Regions from separate parts of the Sus scrofa genome. Here region 1 is linked to region 2. A link is a contact called in public promoter capture Hi-C data. All regions are on one chromosome and are shown on one strand. Each heading gives the region's core, a stretch centred on a gene start, on an enhancer-like site or on the middle of the called end of the contact. The rest is flanking DNA. Distances are from core to core; before and after follow the strand shown.

Region 1 (3,334 bases), core at 505-3,004, 190 kb before region 2:
GAACAGTCCCAGCAGGTAATTTTTGTTTTAGAAACTCTTCCTAAACTGTCTTTGGCCATTCTCCCCTACACTCCCTCCTCCAGCCACCAGCATCAACCACTCGTAATAATAATTTAATAATAAAATAACAATGCCTCTTATTTATTATATGTTAGGCATTGTGTGAAGTGCCTGGCATTATCTATTTTAATTTTTACAACAGTCCAGCTATCATCTAGATTATTGAATTGACATGCCTTGTCTGGGCCTTAGTCAGTTTCAATGCTTTGCCATCTGCAGAGCAGAAAGCTCTAGCTGAGAGCTGAACCTCTAATCTAGTCCGACCTCTGCCATCAACTCTCTGTGTTACTTCAGGCAAGTTTCCCTCAGCCTCATTTTACTGTAAGGCAGATATGAAGGTCCTCCGTGCTTCATGAAACTCTAGTAAAGATGAATGACCAGAAAATAGATGTAAAAGCACTTCCTAAATAATGAGCATCTTACAAATTCATTCATTCAACAGATACTTGTGAGTGCCTGCTACCTTCTGAGCACTGATACAACAAGGAACAAGAGATGGCTTTGTGTACCCCTGTGAGGGCATGGGCTTTGCTCTAATAACATGGGAAGCCTTTGGAAGATTTTGAACAAAATGAATGACAAGATTTGACTTGAGTTTTAGGAGGATCACTCTGGGGCTGTGAGTAGACATAGAGAGACCAGTGAGAAAGCCAATGCAACAATCCAGACAGGTCATAACAGGAGCTTGGTGGAGGTTATAGCAGTGGAGATGCTGAAAGTGGCTCTATTCTGGATATATTTGGAAGACAGTACCAACAGAATTACAGATGGCTTGGATTTGGATTTGGGGTGAAAAGAGAAACAATGACATCAATATTTTTGACTTGAGTAACTGAAAAGATGGAGTCACCATCAACTGCTGGGTTGAAGACTGTTGAATGAACAGGTTAGGTGAATATCAGAAGTTCATCTGGGGCTTTGTTAGGTTTGGATGTTCATCACACATGCAAAAGACACCGAGTAATCAACTCGATATATAAGTCTAGAGTTCAACAGTATTTGCATCCCAAGGTTTGACTGGAGTTACCAGTTTGGGAGTCTTCAGCATATACAGATGGTATCTGAAGCCATTAGATTTGGAGTTCTGCAGGTGGAAGGAGGACACAGATCAGGTGAACTTGCACAGGTTGGTAGAGGTGGTTGGCTGTAACAGAACAGAATCAGGAGACATCATTACTAAAGAGAAACAAGGCAGTGTGTTGAAAATCATGAGACTCTGGAGCCAAAAAGACGGGTACAGATCTTTGGCCATCAACTTACATAGTGTGAACGTGAGGCGATTTCTACTCTAAGCCTTGGCCTCCCTAACTGTAAAATGAGTACTCTCGTTCCTATCTTGTAGGGGTTTTTTTGGTAAGAATTAAATAATTGGCTCATGAAAAATATCAGAAATAGTTTAGGCTCTCCAGAAGTACCTCTATGTAATTAATAAGTGCTCCACATTTGTCGAAAGAATGGAGCCTCGGGGTCAGACCGGCTGGTGTTGCCTTTCAAAACCTTGACCACACGGGCTGCCACTCCCCCACCCTGTGGGTCGCTCCTCCATCACAAAGGGAGAAGACCACAAGTCTTGCGGTCCTGAGGGCCACAGGACGCCTTCCGAGGGGAAAACAAAATGGCAAAAAGAAAAGGGTTTCTTTTTTCCGGTGGGCCAGGCACCATAGAGGGTCGATCCGCCAAGTTCCTAGAGCGACCGCGAGGCACAGACAAACGGCGCGCTCGCACTTCCGGTGGCGCGAGGGACGCCGGGCGGGCGAGCGAGGGCCGCGGACGGCAGGCGCGGTGAGTGGCCCTGGGGTGCGCGGGCAGGTGCTCCGAGGCACCAGAGGCGCAAGCTGGGCGCGGCAGGGCGGCGCTCACCCGCCAACGGTGTGGCGAGCGCGGCTTTGGCCTCCGCTCCCGGGATGCCGCAAGGGCTCCGCGCGGCCCGCGGGGCGGAGGGAGTGGGGCGGGCCCGGCCTTGGAGAGGCGGTAGTTGGAGGCCTTAACTGTAGCCCCGGCGATTGGCGGGAGGAGGACAGGCCCGGGCTCCTGGCCGTAGTCCTTACGCCATCCATCAGGCGCCTGTCAGGATTAAACTTTGAACAAACGCTTGGGTAGCACAAGGCTTTTGTGAGAGCCTTGCAGATATTGACTCACTTAAACTTACAACGCCCTGATAATGTAGGGGTTTTATGGTCATCCCCATTTTATGTACTAGAAAGCAAGCACATTGCAGTTAGGCGTGTTCGCTTGGCTAACAGCCCGTGTACTGATATTCACCGTAATACCCGCATCTACTATGGAATTACACTGAAGACCGGTCAGAGGGCTGGACTTCACGTTGGGAATTAAGACTGCAGGTCATTCTGCTGCTAAAAGTACAAGCTCTGGGCTCAAGCTGCTAGGGTGTGGGAACCTGGCCAGAGTATGCCTGCCTTTCCTTAGCAGTACAACGAAGATAATACCATAAACCTACTCCGTGAATTAAGTAAGATGGCATAGGGAATTCCCTGGTGGCTTAGCGATTACGGTTTCGGCTTTGTCACCGCTGTGGCTAGGTTTGATTCCTGGCCCAGGAACTTCCGCATGGCCGGGGCCAGGCCAGAAAAAAAAGATAATAGTGACTGGCACACAGCTATCTGTTAGTGTGATTTCCTCATCTGCAGTGTTCCAGATGTGTTAGTCTCTGAGTTTCCGACCGGAACTGATTTATATAGTATTTAAAAATCAATGTGTTTTTTTCAGTATGTACTTATCATTATAGCTGTTTTCGAATACCAATATCATGTACCTAACAGATATCTCTTTGTCATAGATGTCCTATAAATATTTACTAAAGTTAAGAAATGAGTACTGTTCTCTCTGTATTTTTGTGTAGTAGGCAGTTTGTTCTAATACCTGCCTTAATTACTGCAGATATAATTGTTAAATATCCAGTTAAAGTCTTAGCGCTGTCAGGCCTGGAGTCTCAATTTTACAGTAAGGTGAAGGAAAGGCAATAACAGTGATGTAATTTTTGTTTTCAATTATTTGCTTTATAAGCTTGTATGCAGAGACCCTGGGTAATTATTCCCATTTTACAGTCTACTTTCTGGCACAAAATGTGGAAAGTAATTCCAATAATTGTATTACCTTTGCAGTCCTAGGTTCTCCTACATTGTCACCTGTTTGGAGTTTGTGTTTGTTTTGTTTATGGCCATTATTTTAAATAACCTTATGTTAGTAAATGAAATTAATTATTTGAAATTTTAAATTTTTTGCAGCATTTGGGAATTTTTTAAATCCCATCCTA
Region 2 (3,765 bases), core at 176-2,675:
TCCTGGAATACATATTTTGCCTGGATCCCACTTTTGTGCCATCTTCATCTACCCTATCTCAACTGTGTCCAGAGTCTTTCACGTGCTACACTTTGATTCCCAGAGAATCCCTCTGGTGTTGTCTTTTGATAAATAAAATCAGTCCCACTGAACTCTGCCCTCACTTCCCATCTGTAGAGAATGGCAGGTACTCTTTCTCTACCCAGAGTGGTGGTCCTGCCAGGCAGAGGAGGAAGCAGGATTTGCCACCAGAAGGAGCCCAGGTTTTCAAAACAGGTGACTTGACATACCCACCACCATCTCGCATGGAATTAACTTATTTTTAAATTTAGATCAATACATTACTGAATGTGCACCACAGTCAGACGCAGTTCCGGTAACGGAGAGGGAGTGGGGGAGGTATAGGCGAATATAGAAGATTTGGGGAACATGTCACAGCAGTTGGAAAGCTTACCACCTGAGGGAAGCTTCCCTCTCGTGCACAAAGCCTTCCACCATCCCTCCCAGGCCTCTGCCCATCATCAGTTAGAAAACCCACAATTACTCCACCAGGCAGCGGGGTTCCCAAGTACTGGCTGTAACTCGTGGAGCATCCTTCTGTGAACTCCACATCTTCTTCCCTAGGACTTCCTGCCATGCATGGGTCCACTCCCATGAGCCATCTCGGAACAAGTCTAATTCCTTTCCCCTTACACGCCCAGCCTCCCAACCCTCAGGTTTCTTCAACTCCTCGCCTCTAGGAGCGCTCAGACCTCCTCCAGACAACCCTGTAGATCTCCGGACTCCAGTTTCCTCTTCCTGGCTTCCCTCTCTCTGGCTACCCTACCTGTCACTGACAATCTCCAGGCTTGAGCGTGGCTGGCATCTGACTCACCTCAGCGCCCACTGCCCTTAGCCTGGAGTGACATTCAGCCGAGTCTGCGGAAGAAGCCAATGCCCACGGAAGTCTCTAGGTCCCGGAGTACCAGCTCAGGTGTGGCCCCGTCCAAAAGCTTTCCTAACTCCCCAGGTGGGTTCTTCTTCCCGCTGCAGACTCCCAGAACACCCCTGCTCTAAGTAATCACAGAGCGGGTAACTTCCCCAAGCACGTGGCCTCCCACTCCCACTGGGAACTCAGTGGGAGCAGGGACTATGTCTGGTTTTCTCGGAGTCCTGGAGCCCTAATGTTTCATAGGAACCTGGCACCGAGGGAAGTCAGGGAAGCCGAGGCAGGAAGGAAGGGTGAAGAGTGAAAACAATAAATGAGAAACTGAGTGAATGAATGAATGAATGAACGGCGGGAGGAGGGGATAGCAGCTGAGGTGACCCCAGTCCCTTGACTGCTAAAAAGAAGCCAAGCGGAGGAGGTGAGAAGCAGAAATGGGTGACCCTTACCGATTTGGAGGTCCGGCCCGCGAGGTCAGAAGGGCAGGAGGGCGGGGCGGGGCCGGGGCGGGGGCAGAGGCACGGGGCGGGGCGGGGGCAGAGGCACGGGGCGGGGGCGGGGCCCAGCGGGCGGGGGTTGCAGGGGCGCCCGACGGCGGAGAGAGGAAGCAGCTGTGCTGCGCAGGCTAGGTGCTGTCGCGCGGACCGGCACGTCGAGGCTGCCAGTGCTCGCTGCGCACACGACCCTCGCTGCCCGCCGCTATGCCCTCCTATACCGTCACTGTGGCCACCGGCAGCCAGTGGTTTGCGGGCACCGACGACTATATCTACCTTAGCCTCGTGGGCTCCGCGGGCTGCAGCGAGAAGCACCTGCTGGACAAGCCTTTCTACAATGACTTCGAGCGCGGCGCGGTGAGGACGCGTGTCCCCGATGGGCTGGGCAGCTGGGGCCGAGTGCGGGCTTGTCCAGGAGCCGTCCGGGCAGCTGGGACCCAAGTTTGGGGAGGAGGTCTTCCTGGGTGAGGTCAGCAGGGCGCCGTGCCTCTCCCCTGGGAGTAGGAGACGGTGCAAGATTTGCTATCCGTTTTACTAGTGGGTTCCTCGAGCCTCTGAAAGGTCCCTTAACTGGGCAAGTGCTGTGAGCAGCGTTTCTTGTGCCCCACCTCATAGGGCTCCACGCATGGCACCTCGGAGTACCTCAGAATCTCAGGAGAACATGCAGATCTGGAAGTCCAGAGGCCTGAGTTCCATCTGGGCCTGACCTCTAGCTTACTCTCTCCCATCTCTGGGCCTCAGTTTCCCCAAATGTAAAGTGCAAGGGTTGGCTTCAGGTTGGTCCAGGAGCCCGGATGAGCCCAAACCCAGCTGGTGGCCCAGAGTGGCACTAGCTTATGTCTCCACACCTGGGCAGCTCACATTCTCAGGACAGGTTCCCAGAGGAATGCAGAGAAAAAGAACAAGACAACCCAGGCCAGGAGAAGTCTTTTGCAACCCCAGAGGTCGTCACTAGCTCCCAGCAGAGTGTACAGCAGGGAACACTTCCACCCAGGGTGTGAGGGCTCAGAGGAGAAGACCAAGGAGGGTTTTTCCACTCGCATCCTCACTAGAGACCCTGGAGCTGGGGGAGTTCAAGGAGCAAAGGGAGCCAGTGCTTATGGCACCTCTAGTCTGGGGTGCCAGAAGCTGTGAGCCCATGCACAGGTAGATTCATTCTGAAGTGGGCTCCTGATGCTGACCTGGACATGAATTTGAGCCCTGTGGCTTTTTCCATGAGCATGGCGGGTCATTTCCTCCCTGAGTGTCTAATGGGACGTGCCCAGTCCACTAGCATGACTATTGGGATAGTCCCAAAGCACTGCAGGTGCCCAGGAAATATCTGTTCCCTTCTGCTACCCTCAGCTCCTGAACTGGACCCCAAAAATTTAGACTTCAAAAGGCTGTCTTTTCACCACTTCCTTGATTATTAGTTTGAACCATAAGGAATTGCTCATAGTTGACTATTGTTGACAAACAAAATTGGCAATTCCATATGGTTCAACCAATACTTGTTGGATAAAAATTTGGGAACGATGTTTTAGGTCTGCAGAGCCTAAAGTAAGCAAATAATAGTCTACTCTTCCAGATTATAAACTAAGTGGGTTTGATTCCTACCCAACAGTCTCAGAACCTTGCTATAAACCAACCTGGCACTTGGCCAAGTTTAACACATTAAGCTGACTTCAGCTCCCTTCTAGAAGAGTTAGATGTTGAGTATAAGAACAAACTCCTATTGTTTGGTTTCCCCAACCAGGGAACTGGCCAGAGGATGGTGGTATAGGAAGGCTAATGAGTTATCCATTTGGGATGATGACACCCATTTCTGAAGCACCCTCATTTATTATCCTTGTTTCATGGATTTCCCCCAACACTTCTGGCAGGGGGGGTAGACTCCTTCCCCTTTATAAGCAGTCCCCAGTGGGTCCATTCTCCACACACCACACACTTCATTGTGTTCACGCCAAGGTGTGTCTTCTTGGAGAGGAGACACTGTGCTTTGACCCATAACAGGGTCATTGGAAGAAGGATGAAACCATCCCTCTGTACGTTATTTCCCCGCCCTAAGAATTCATTCAAATGACATTATAATTAAACACCTCAATGAGAGTTCCAGAAGCAAATTTCAGGAGAGATTTGCATGTCACATTTCCATTGAGGTAAGAGGCAGCAGGTAGGGAGGGGCTGCCACTGCAGAGGATTCATCTGACTCCTAAAGGCTCTTTGAAAAAATTAACTTTTGAGAAAGTTCCTGTTGATGCAGTTACTCCACACTTGGTCTTGCACAGCCCAGAGCTACTTCCTCATTCCAGCCAGTGTCTCTTTAAGTACAATCTGTCCCTTTTGCTTAAGGTAAAGGAGAAATCT

The links. Promoter capture Hi-C pulls out the DNA fragments that hold promoters and counts their contacts.
Region 1: a promoter capture Hi-C map of fetal liver shows a contact between it and region 2, with 4 times the contacts expected there. The contact joins the promoter of ZNF22 here to the promoter of LOC100152956 in region 2. A contact is called at or near these places in 1 of 5 promoter capture datasets (fetal liver) and 1 of 2 datasets of contacts at active chromatin or transcription factors (alveolar macrophages).

What each region holds. Positions count from the first base shown.
Region 1 is chr14:91,095,308-91,098,641 of Sscrofa11.1, reverse strand. ZNF22 (zinc finger protein 22) reads left to right here and starts at 1,754. Exons shown (of 2, transcript XM_003483520.4): 1 at 1,754-1,842.
Region 2 is chr14:90,904,826-90,908,590 of Sscrofa11.1, reverse strand. It overlaps LOC100152956 (olfactory receptor 6C74-like), which reads right to left and starts at 1,425. Exons shown (of 5, transcript XM_021073091.1): 1 at 1,375-1,425. ALOX5 (arachidonate 5-lipoxygenase) reads left to right here and starts at 1,507. Exons shown (of 15, transcript XM_021072736.1): 1 at 1,507-1,776. The coding sequence starts at 1,627.